Linked DNA regions of Sus scrofa: all the other regions are linked to region 3. The links are chromatin contacts, called in public Hi-C and promoter capture Hi-C maps. All regions are on one chromosome and are shown on one strand. The core of a region is the stretch at or near the end of the contact, and the rest is flanking DNA. Distances in the headings are between cores, read along the strand shown. Region 1 overlaps PHACTR1 (phosphatase and actin regulator 1). Region 2 holds the start of NOL7 (nucleolar protein 7). Region 3 holds the start of TBC1D7 (TBC1 domain family member 7). Region 4 holds the start of RANBP9 (ran-binding protein 9).

Region 1 (2,700 bases), core at 168-2,667, 400 kb before region 3:
GCGGGAGCGGCCCAAGAAATAGCAACAACAACAACAAAAGACAAAAAGACCAAAAAAAAAAAAAAAAAAAAAAAGATCCCCGGCCTCGCTCAACAGGTTAAGGATCTGGCATTGCCATGAGCTGTGGTGTAAGTCCCAGGTGGGGCTCGGATCTGGCGTTGCTGTGGCTGTTGTATCGGCCGGCAGCTGCAGCTCCCATTCAACCCCTCCCCTGGGAACTTCCATTTGCCACCGGTGTGGCCCTAAAAAGACAAACACAAACAAGCAAGACATTCCCCCGAGGTCCTGATGTGGCTCAGTGGGATTGGCAGCATCGCTGCAGAGCCAGGACGCAGGTTTGATCTCGCCACAGTGGATTAAAGGGTCTGACATTGCCACAGCTTCCGTGTAGGTCGAAACAGTGGCTCAGATCTGATCACTGGCCTGGGAACTCCATATGCCACAGGGTGGCAAAAATGAAACAAAACCAAACAAATAAAACACACAAGGTATTCCCTCCCCTGCTTCCTTCCCCCAGAAAACTTCTAGACATCCTGCAAGTTCCGGCTCAGATGTCCACTCTTAGCCAAATCTTTCCAGACAGCCAGGGCCGTCCACTTGTCCCTTTCCCTCTGCTCTCGTCTTATTTCTTCACCGGCAGTATTTTAAATTGCCTGTTTACATGTCAGGCTGTGTCATCAGCTTACGATCCAGAGGCCTGGACTGTTTCTTATTCAACTCTTTATCTCTAGCGCCCCTCACAGTAATCGGGATACAGCAGACCCTCTGTAAATGTTTGTTGAATGACGAATGGGGAATGAATGGGTGATAACAGACTCAAGTCCGTGTGACACATTTACTGCCATGAGTTGGAAGAGCAAGATCGTTTAGGGAGTTGGGCTTCGTATCTTGTGGGGAGAAATCATAGACCCACATAAAAATGCTATTTCTGTGCCCTTAATAAAAGTACAGTTTTGGAGTTCCCTTGTGGCTCCCGGGTTGATACTAGTCAGTGGGTCGAGAAGCCGACTAGGATCCATGAGGATCTGGCATTGCCGTGAGCTGTGGTGTAGGTCGAGACACGGCTTGGATCTGGTGTGGCTGTGGCTGTGGCATAGGCTGGCATCTGCAGCTCCGATTCGACCGCTAGCCTGGGAACTTCCATATGCCGCGGGTGCAGCCTTGAAAAAAAAAGTGCAATGTTGACAATCAGTAAATTTACAAGTGCTAATTCAAAATGATGAACAACTCTGAAATCGCAGGAGAATTGGCTACTCCAGGGCCTGGGCTCCTGAGTAGAATAAATTGTGAAAGTGATAAAGTGACTCATGATTTTTACTTTCAACATGTCAGCATCAGAGGCGGCTGTGGCATTTCACCCACAGAAACTCAGAAATCCGGTGGTTTCTGGTTCCATTTCCTTTTTGAGTTTAAGCGGAAAATGAGCAGCAGAAGTAAGGAAAGTACATACTTCTGGTTGTAATTCTGGCTTCCTCTAACAATAAGTAAGTGTGCCAGCTCTTTGCAATTGCCAAGACATGGAAGCAACCTCAGTGTCCATCAACAGATGAATGGATAAAGAAGATGTGTTATGTTGCATATATAAACATATATATATACACACACGCACACAAATATATATGTAATAGAATATTACTTAGCCATAAAAAAGGAATGAAATAATGTCCTTTGCAACAACATGAATAGACCTAGAGATTATCATACTAAGTGAAGTGACCCAGACAAAGACAAGTATTATATGACATCACTTACATGTGGGAATCTGAAAAACAGCGCAAATGAACTAACAGAAACAGGGTCACTGACATAGAAAACAAACTTATGGTTACTGAGTGGGAAGGGATCAGGGAAGGATAAATTGGGAGTGTGGAATTAACTACCATATAAATAGATAAACAACAAGGATTTACTGCATAACCCAGGGACCTATATTGAGTATCTTGTAATAACTTATAATGGAAAAGAACCCGACAAAGAACATGCGTATTTACACACACACACACACACACACACACACATTAGAGAATCCCCACGTGGATTCCCTCCCTTAATCCTCACGTTGCTTTAATCAATTCCTTTTTCCATGACTAGGGACAGTTCTTCAAGCAGCACAAGATACCATTTTCAGTCTGGCCTCCCAGTGAGTGAGAAGAGGCACGCCCCCTCCAATGGCAACTTGCACAAATCTGGGAACCAGGGCCTCAAATTTTGCACCCTAGGCACCTCATCTGACTCTGCTTAACCTTGGCTCTGGACCTGGGACAAGTTATGTTATTTCTCTTAGCCTCTTCTGCAAAATGAGCCAATCTGTGCCAAACTCATTATCAAAATCAAAAGATTATTTAAAGGATAGATGAGGTGTCTTTTTTTACATTTGCACAATGTTTGAGACATAGCTAAGTACCCAAAATGGTGGCAATTAGTATTATTTTCAGGTTCTTTGAACTTGAAGGCATAATTCTCCCTTCTTTCGATTTAATAAAAGGTTCACCACATTTTAGATACTGGCCCGTGATTTTACACTAGGAGTCAAGATTTAAGGAGCTTTCTCACTGATGACATGTAACCTGTTGTCTTATGAGCCGAATGACATCGCATCAAATTAATAAATATTTTATAATACAACCAGACACCCTCTACATGCCAGTGAAATAATGACAGATAGCCATGGAGGCACTCACAAAACATGGCAAATTTTAC
Region 2 (2,700 bases), core at 191-2,690, 260 kb after region 3:
ACCGACGGGAGGAACTGCCTTGCCGATGGTGAGCTGGAGGTTGGAAGGTCTGGCAACATCTTGTGATTCTCCGGTTGGAATCCTCACTGCTGCCAAGTGACAGGGACGTAGAAGCAGGGGGAGTAAAGGTGTTCCGAAGTCATAGAACTTCTGAAGTCAATTCATGGGATTTGGTTTGAACCGAAACACAAGGTGCCTCTGACACGTTTGGTTGGTGACGGGGAGGGACACACGTTTGTCAGGGAATGATCTAAAAGATGTAATTTTCCAGATTGTATTTCTGCTCTTTGGGCAAGGCTAGAAGTAGAGGGCTAAACCCCTGATATTTGTGACTTTTGCACAAGGTTTGGTGGAAAATAAAAGCACTCTCTACAGCAGGTCATTTGCTGTATAAAGGTGGTTATCCCAAAAGATGTCTTCGTTGGGGGCTTTTTCTTTTCCGTGCTTAGCTTGTCTGGCTGCCTTCTTACCTCCGGGTCCAGAGAGAGAGCTTACACCATGAACTCATGCTCCTGCCAGGAAGGAAGGGAAACGTCACAGCCAGGTGGAAAATCAGGATGAGAGAGAAGAATGATGCAAAATGTGTCGACTCTGTGGATACACACGGCCGGCCGCCTCTCATTTAGCACCACCTTTCTCAGCAGCCAAGGGGGAAAGGGAGCTGCAGGTTGGCCGTTTCTCAAGATCGTAAACAGAAGCACGCTCCTCCTCCCCACAAACACAAGCCCTGTGGGGTCTGCCAGGCTTTCCAGACACTGAATTTCTTCGAAGGGAGTTTTTCCGGGGAGACTTTAATGATGTATGCTCGTGGTCATGCTCCCTTGAGGTCAGGTGGGAGGAATATAGCCTTCTCGAGTCCCACCGTCGAATCCAGCACCATGAAGGCCTGCGGGCAGCCAGCATCAGAGGCTTGATGGGGAGGAGTGGCAGGAAGGACGTACATTCGAGGTAGACTCCCTGGGCAATTGTGCAGCTGAGCCACGTCACCTCCACCCCTTACAAAAATTGCATTTAACATGACACCCTTGGCTTTTGTAGAAAGAGATGACAAGACACTGTGACAGAAAACCCTGTACTGTGTTTGCAAGTCCTGCCCTTTAATAAATCCTAAGGATCCCTTGCACGAGCAAGAGGGGGGTCCGTAAGCCTCAGGGAAGCTCAAGGACCAGCCAGGCTCCCTCAGGACTCCCTTCAGACTTTCCACGGGTGGGTCAAAGCATCTACACTGAGGGGCTTGTAATACTTCTCATGCAGTTTTTGTGTAGAATACCTTTCTTCACTTCTAATAGCTTTGCGGTAGGGCTTCTCAGAGTGTGCACTATCCATCTCCCTAGTGTTAGCCGTGATTCAAGTCAGCATACTGTCTCAGAGTCTGATTATATTTTTCATTTGTCGTTTCTATCTGACCAAGGCGTATTTTATTTTTTATTTTTTATTTTTTTTTGTCTTTTTGCTATTTCTTGAGCTGCTCCTGCAGCATGTGGAGGTTCCCAGGCTAGGGGTCGAATCGGAGCTGTAGCCACCGGCCTACGCCAGAGCCACAGCAACGCGGGATCCGAGCTGCGTCTGCAACCTACACCACAGCTCACGGCAACGCCGGATCGTCAACCCACTGAGCAAGGGCAGGGACCGAACCCGCAACCTCATGGTTCCTAGTCGGACTCGTTAACCACTGTGCTACAACGGAAACTCCAAGGTGTAAATATTTTAGAATTCTTCTTTTCAATTCCCTTCCTCCTAGGCCCTTGGCACCAGTGGCTTTTTTTGTTTCTGTTTTGCCATTTTTGTTCACCTTTTAGTCTTGTTTTTAAACTAGGAATTGCTTCTAAATCCGAGAAGATGAAAAGAGCATTGAAAATACTACAAAATTCATGTGAGGCAGGATCATTTGACTTAATTTAACATTACTGAACATCAACCATATGAGAGATGTTAGAAATACAGTGATGAGTGAGACGTGGACCTTGACTCAAGGAGCTCACAAGGATTTGGTTGGGACAACTGTCATCTAAACTATTACACAGCGTGGACACTACAGCAACAGAAATTTGTGCAAGATTCAGAGGAGAACGCAGTTAAGAGATGGGCGATGGGCGCAGCGAATGGGGGCGACGTTAAGGTGCTTGAAAGGCTTCAAGAGGAAGTCCGCCTGGCTGGGAGTTTTTGAAGTTTAAATAGGAATTCTGTGTGTGTAGGGGGATGGGGGGTGGGGGGTATCACTAGAGGGAACCGCCTGTACAAATGCAAGGGGCCTATGAAACAGCTTGGTTTGTTCAGAGAACGGTGAATCATTTGCTATTGTATCATGGGTTAGGAGAAGATAAAAGCAAAGATTATGAAGGGCCACGGAGGCTAAGAGACGAAATTCGCATACTTGGGGCGGGTGGGCGAGTGGGGTAAATACACACAGGCTGGGGTTGCGTTCACCAAGTCATTGTGTCATGGGCAGCCGCTGTGCAAGGTCCTGGGGTTGCAGCAGTGAACCCGGGATCCCTGCTCTCGCCGAGCTCACGTTCTAATGGGGGAGTCAGTCAACATACAGGGAGAGGGGTCAGTGAGAACGCGGAGCAGAGGCACGGACAGCCAGTGGCCCAGGGCTGGTGGTCAGGATTCCTGCGAGACGGCGGCCGAGGTCGCCACGCACACGTTTGCTGCTGAGGATTTGAGTCTGAGTATGTCGACCTTGTTTCTTCGTTGGTG
Region 3 (2,700 bases), core at 161-2,660:
GCCCGGTGCGCTGACCCGACAGCGGGCAGACGACGTGGGGGCCGCCCAGGGGCCGCCGGATGGAGGAAGACGGCGGGACACCCGCGCGGGAGAGGGAGCACCCGCCGCCGCCGCCGCCGTCGCCGGACGTGACGTCAGCCTCACTCCGCGCAGGGGGTGCCTAGTGCGCGTGCGCCGTGCTAGTGCGCGTGCGCGGAGAGCATGCGCAGACGCCCCACCCAAGCGTTTGGGGCCGACTCCGCTACTCAGATGCGGGATGGAACGCGCTTCGCCTGGCGCTCAAGTTCCCCACCTGCTACACGGTTCCCGGCGCCCGTCCCCCTGTTCCCTTTCTTCACTCCTGTTCCGGGGACCTCGCAGCTCCCTTACGCCCGCTGTCCCGGGCGGTGTGTGCCCCAGATGCGCTCTTTAACCCTGTGTGATCTCAGAGCCCCAGGAAAGGTGCTGTTCAGTCTGTCTGCGTTGGCATACTCCTGTTTTGCTCAATTCTTTTTGTGTTTCATTTCCTTTTTCTTGGTACGTGGAATTAAATGATTAGCCAAATGAGAAGTGTAAAGGCATCTTACTGAACATTTGCTGTACAAGAGTCAGCCCCACGATCACTTAATATTTTGGCAGAACTCCAAGACAGGCAGAGGAGAGGAAAGGCTGAGAATGGAAAAAAAAAAGGGAAGACTTCAGGTGTGTCCTCTTTGGAGGCTGTTGACACCGGGAAGCCGAGGTAGAGGAGAAGCCGGGGTCTCATGTGATCCATTAGCCATGCCTGGCTTTCCCTGTTTGGTCCTAAATTGGAAGCAAGGATAAAAATTAGGGGAAGCTGACAGTTATTAATCAAATCGTGTCCATTAATCAAATCCAGGCCACTTTGTTACAGTAGTTATTGTTTAGCTCCCTGGGTGGTTACTAAAGCTAGCGGTCAGGCTTCCTGCAAGTTTGACTCAGCAGGCTGGTTATTGTAGACAAGGGGCTGGTTTTCTAGGCAGGTTGCTTGCAGGTTGGGGTCAGTTCTGTTTTTATAATATAGTCCGACCACTGTCTGTATATTCAGCCTTTCAGATGAAACAGTATAAAAATAAATTACATGAAAATAAAGTTTAAAAACAAAATATACTAAATATAAGCTCCGACTTATTAGATTCAGACAAAACGACTCTTTAAAAAGGCTATTAAAGTTTATAAACACTGTCATTTTCTCCACTTACCTTATTACACACCCGCACTGGTCTCAGGGACACCTCTCTTAGCAGCACAGCCTGAGGGGGTTTTTAAACCCCATCCATTTGAGAGGAGCTGTTCCTGAACCAGGTCTTGCCCAAGGCATTGCAAGCCAAACACAGAGACACCAAGGTTTGCACGAGAACTTATCCGAGAGCCAGTCACACAGAGAAGGAACAAAGTTCAAACCTACTTCCCAGAAGGCAAAAAGCCTGAGGTATTTATAGGATAAAGAAACTGGGTGCTCAGAGGCGTGGCCATCCTGGGAAAAGGTGATTGGTTAATGGTCATTCTGCGCAGGTGTAACTAAGCTACAGGCCTCTGCACCTTCAGAAGATCACCCACAAGCTGCTCACACATGCCCAGTTGGGTGATTGGCGATCCCATCCAGGCTTACCCAGCTCAGCTCTAATTAGACACAGCTGACTCCCAAGTCCTGCAAAACACCTGGGCAAACATCTCACTGTTTGGGCTACATGCCCCTGGGAGGACCTGCAAGCCTTAAAAAAACCTTGGCTAGTGAAGGCATGTGAAATGGATGGGACCCATGGTTTCAGTACCACCCAAAGAGAAACGCCCATTGGGTGATGGGAGCTGCTTCCTTGAGAGTCCAAATCTGTAGAGAACAGAGTACACAGGGGCTGAGCTGTAGAGGGAATCTTGGAAATCAACAATACAAAAGGCAGTCCAGTTACAGTGTCAGTAAGTTTGTGGTGTTAAGGTTACACAGAACTTTAAAGACGTGTATGATGGTTGAACCCAAACGGTTATGCACCTCCCCGCCCCACCATCTTTAGTTCTCCAGGACCGGGGTACTAAGCCTGGCTTAGGCAGTGTTTCTTCACATTAGCAAGTAAAGTTCTTCAAGTTTTTGCTTTCAAGAATTTCATTTACTTCCTCTAAACCTTGGCCAATCACTAACATTTACAATCTTCTTTTTCTTACCCTTAAAATAGAGCTAATAGTGGCTGTGGTCTCATAGAGGCATGGGAAGGATTAAATGAGAACGTGTGTAAAGTGCTTGGCAGAGTGCCTGGCACATGACAGAGGATGTATGTGAATGGGCCATGAGCTAAATGGTGACATGGTTGCCTCTAACTGTCATTTACTGTGTTTTTTTTGATGAGCTGGTAAACAGAATATTTGGAGGCTTCTATGGGAACTAAGCCTCTTGGAGACTATTCTTTTTAAAATGTATTTATTTTTATTTAAATATAATTGATTTACAATCCTGCACCAATTTCTACAGTGCGGCAAAGTGACTCTGTTTTACATTTGTATGTATATATACACACACACATACATATATATATATATATACACATATATATACCTTCTTTTTCAATATTCTTTTCCATCATGGTCTGTCCCAGGAGAATGGATACAGTTCCCTGTGCTATACAGTAGGATCTTACTGTTTATCCATTCTAAATGTAATAGTTTGCGACTCCTAACTCTAAGCCCCCAGTCTATCCCACTCCCTCT
Region 4 (2,700 bases), core at 143-2,642, 350 kb after region 3:
CAGGCGATTTCCTCTGATATCCTAAAAAACATTTTAAACAAATCCCTGTTTCCAGCAGGACTTTATATAATGCCAACGCATAAATACGGGGCATTTCCAATCAGCAGAGGTAGGTTTCTGCTCCCCTAAGAAAACACGTACTCCAGAGGTTTCACCTCTCTTACCCTCCCGTAGCTTTCAGCAAGATACACCGACGCCAAACTTGGGCCCCGGTCCTTTTGTCCCCCTAGACGGTTTCTGGCCTAATTTTGGGCAAAATCCTCCACTGATTACTCCTCCCCCTACACGTCCCTGCTCTCCCTTAATTAGAAATTATCCCTCAGCACCGTGCCTCTCTTCCCCCCACGTAAGAGGAGAGCGCCTGACCCACCACCACCTGGAGAACAATGTAACCCAACTCCGAGCCCAGAGATTCCTCCATCCCGGCCCTACGATTTATCTCGAAGGGAAATCAGAAAGCGAGTTATGTCCTGTCATCCTGGATTCCCCCAAGGTGTCCTGCTCCTGGCCTGGGATTACCAGCTCCATTAGATCCGAGGGCGTTAAACTCACCTTCCCCTGCCCAGAACCGCCCCTTTCTCCCGACCCCAAGGCCGCCCTCGGAGCAGCAGAGCCCGTGGCGAGTCCCCTCCGAGGGCACCGGGCCCGGGCAGGGCTGGGGGCGGGGGCGGGCCGGGGTCGGCGGCCCTGCTCCCACCGCAGGACACACGCCCAGTACCTTTGTAGTGCACCCGCAGGTTGTTCTGAGACAGGCCGATGTAGCTGAACTTGTCCTTCGGGCTCCAGGACCGGGGCAGCGGCGTCTCCTGCTCGTCCACGGCCGGGTACAGGCGCTTGAGCCGCCGCTGCAGCTCCTTCTCCTGCTCGTTCAGGGCCGAGTCCCCGTGCGGGAAAGGCGCCGCGGCGCTGCTGCCTGCCGCCAGGGCCGGGGCCGGGGCGCCTCCGGCCGGGCCGGGACCCGCGGCGAGGCCCGGGGGTGCGGGGGGCGCGGTGGCGGGGGCGGCCGCCGAGGCGGGCGGCGGGGCGGCGGGGGCGGCGGCGGGGCCGCGGTGGCCGGGGCGGCGGCGGCGGCGGCGGGTGGAGGAGCAGGGCGGCCGCCGCGGCCCCCAAGCCGCCACCGCCGCCGCCCGCGCCGCCGCCTGGTGAGCCGGCCGGTGAGGAGCCGGCGCTGACGGCCGGGGGTGCCGGCAAGACGACTCCGGGCACCGGGGCCACGGCCGCCGGCGGTGGCGGCGGCAGCTGCTGCTGCTGTTGTTGTTGCTGCTGCGGCGGCGGCGGCGGCGGCGGCGGCGGCTGCCCGGACATCCCGGCCGCGACTCAGCCTGCGGCCACCTCCACCTCTTCTCTCCTTCCTCCTCCGCTTCCCGGGGGCGCTGTCGCTGCGGCCGCCGGCACCAGGCGCCCAGTCCGCCCGCCCCGGAAGCAGGCGGCTGGCCGCGCGCGGAGGGAGAGAGAGCGCGACGGTTGGGGCGCTCGGAGCCGGGGGAGTGAGCGGCCGGCCGGGGGAGGCCCCGAGAGAACGTTGGCCGGGGCGCGGGCGCGGGCCCGGGACGAGGCGCCGAGGGCGGGGGCGAGGCGGGAGCGCGGGAGGAGAAGGCGCGGTAGCGGCCGCCGCGGCCGCTGCTCTCGCGGCTGTTTCCCGGCGGGCGGGCCGGGCCGGCGCGAGACGCTGCGCGCGGGCGGCGCTGGGCGAGGGGGCGGGGCCGGAGGCGCGAGCGCGGCACGAGGGGCGGGGCCGCGCGGGCGGCGGGGGCTGGCCCGCGGGGGTCCCGGCGCCGGGCGGAGGCGGCGCTGGGGAGGACGGCGGCGCGGGGCGGAGCGCTTCTGCCCGGGTCCCCCGGCTGCCCGCCGGCCGGCCGGGCGCGGGCGTCCCCGCCGTCCCCGAGAGCCCGTCACCTCCTCGCGCCCGCCCGGTTCCTCCCCGGGAGAACCTCCTCCTACTTTACTTCTTTTTGTTGTCGTCGCCCCACCTCCCCACCGTAGGGTTCCCGCTGGCGCGGCGGGGCCGCTTCTCGCCCAGACGAAAGTAATCGAGCCCCGCTGGCGCCGCCGCGAGCCCGGTCCACGAGCTCCGGCCGAACGCAGGAGCTCGGGTTCCCGGAGGTGAGGCGTCCGCCGGCTGCTCGGGCTCTGTTCGAGCTCGTGCCTCCGTGCAGGACCCGGCTGGCCGCCTCGCTCTTTACAAACCAACTGCTCTGCGTGCTTCACGGTCCTCAATACCTAACATAACCCTTTCTGAGGGGGAAGTCTCCCACTTAAAACAGGGAGCATTTTACTAATTTTATGAGGCCTTAAAGTGAACCTGGAGTGGCAGAAAGTGTCACTCGTTTATTAGGAAAACTAATAAAGATTGGCATTTCTTCAAAGAGCAGGAACACGAACCGTATGAACACAAGGTGTATTTCGGAAGGGCTTCAAGAGGCATCAAAACCTTTTATAGACTCATTAATTTTCATCACAGGCCTCGTGGTTAGGTAGCAAAGAATTATGCTCATTTTTAAAACAAGGAAATATTCACTGAGGTCAGCAGAGTCAAAAATAGGACTTCCTACTTTGCAATTCCCAGTAGTGATTTGCTTGGTAGACTACTTGGGCACAACTCGCCAAGTTTTGCTCTCTGACCGTCTACCTAACATTACTATTTTGTTTTCACCGCTTCCCTTCGTTCAGGTGATCCTTTCCTTAGCTGGCAAAAAAATC

The links. Promoter capture Hi-C pulls out the DNA fragments that hold promoters and counts their contacts. Hi-C and Micro-C count contacts between places; a contact is called where the count stands out from the background.
Region 1: a contact with region 3 is called in a Hi-C map of embryonic fibroblasts, with 4 times the contacts expected there. The contact joins the enhancer-like site here to the promoter of TBC1D7 in region 3. A contact is called at or near these places in 2 of 5 promoter capture datasets (fetal skeletal muscle and liver), 28 of 47 Hi-C or Micro-C datasets (adipocytes, adipose tissue, alveolar macrophages and 17 more) and 2 of 2 datasets of contacts at active chromatin or transcription factors (alveolar macrophages and skeletal muscle).
Region 2: a promoter capture Hi-C map of fetal liver shows a contact between it and region 3, with 4 times the contacts expected there. The contact joins the promoter of NOL7 here to the promoter of TBC1D7 in region 3. A contact is called at or near these places in 1 of 5 promoter capture datasets (fetal liver), 2 of 47 Hi-C or Micro-C datasets (liver and skeletal muscle) and 2 of 2 datasets of contacts at active chromatin or transcription factors (alveolar macrophages and skeletal muscle).
Region 4: a contact with region 3 is called in a promoter capture Hi-C map of fetal liver, with 2.3 times the contacts expected there. The contact joins the promoter of RANBP9 here to the promoter of TBC1D7 in region 3. A contact is called at or near these places in 2 of 5 promoter capture datasets (fetal liver and liver) and 1 of 2 datasets of contacts at active chromatin or transcription factors (alveolar macrophages).

Annotation. Positions count from the first base shown.
Region 1 is chr7:9,307,099-9,309,798 of Sscrofa11.1, forward strand. All of the region lies in intron 4 of PHACTR1 (phosphatase and actin regulator 1), which reads left to right. Among named protein-coding and RNA genes, the nearest start is that of PHACTR1, 200 kb to the left of the region's middle. Within about 2 kb of position 1,418, at least 5 of the 83 cell types and tissues checked have an H3K27ac peak or open chromatin away from gene starts, as enhancers often do. A contact at or near this core is called in embryonic fibroblasts, where this site is marked.
Region 2 is chr7:9,968,043-9,970,742 of Sscrofa11.1, forward strand. It overlaps NOL7 (nucleolar protein 7), which reads left to right and starts at 1,441. Exons shown (of 9, transcript XM_021100198.1): 1 at 1,441-2,700.
Region 3 is chr7:9,707,371-9,710,070 of Sscrofa11.1, forward strand. TBC1D7 (TBC1 domain family member 7) reads right to left here and starts at 1,411. Exons shown (of 9, transcript XM_021099767.1): 1 at 1,203-1,411; 2 at 293-783.
Region 4 is chr7:10,056,365-10,059,064 of Sscrofa11.1, forward strand. RANBP9 (ran-binding protein 9) reads right to left here and starts at 1,393. Exons shown (of 16, transcript XM_021100196.1): 1 at 1,060-1,393; 2 at 1,027-1,057; 3 at 719-1,024. The coding sequence starts at 1,305.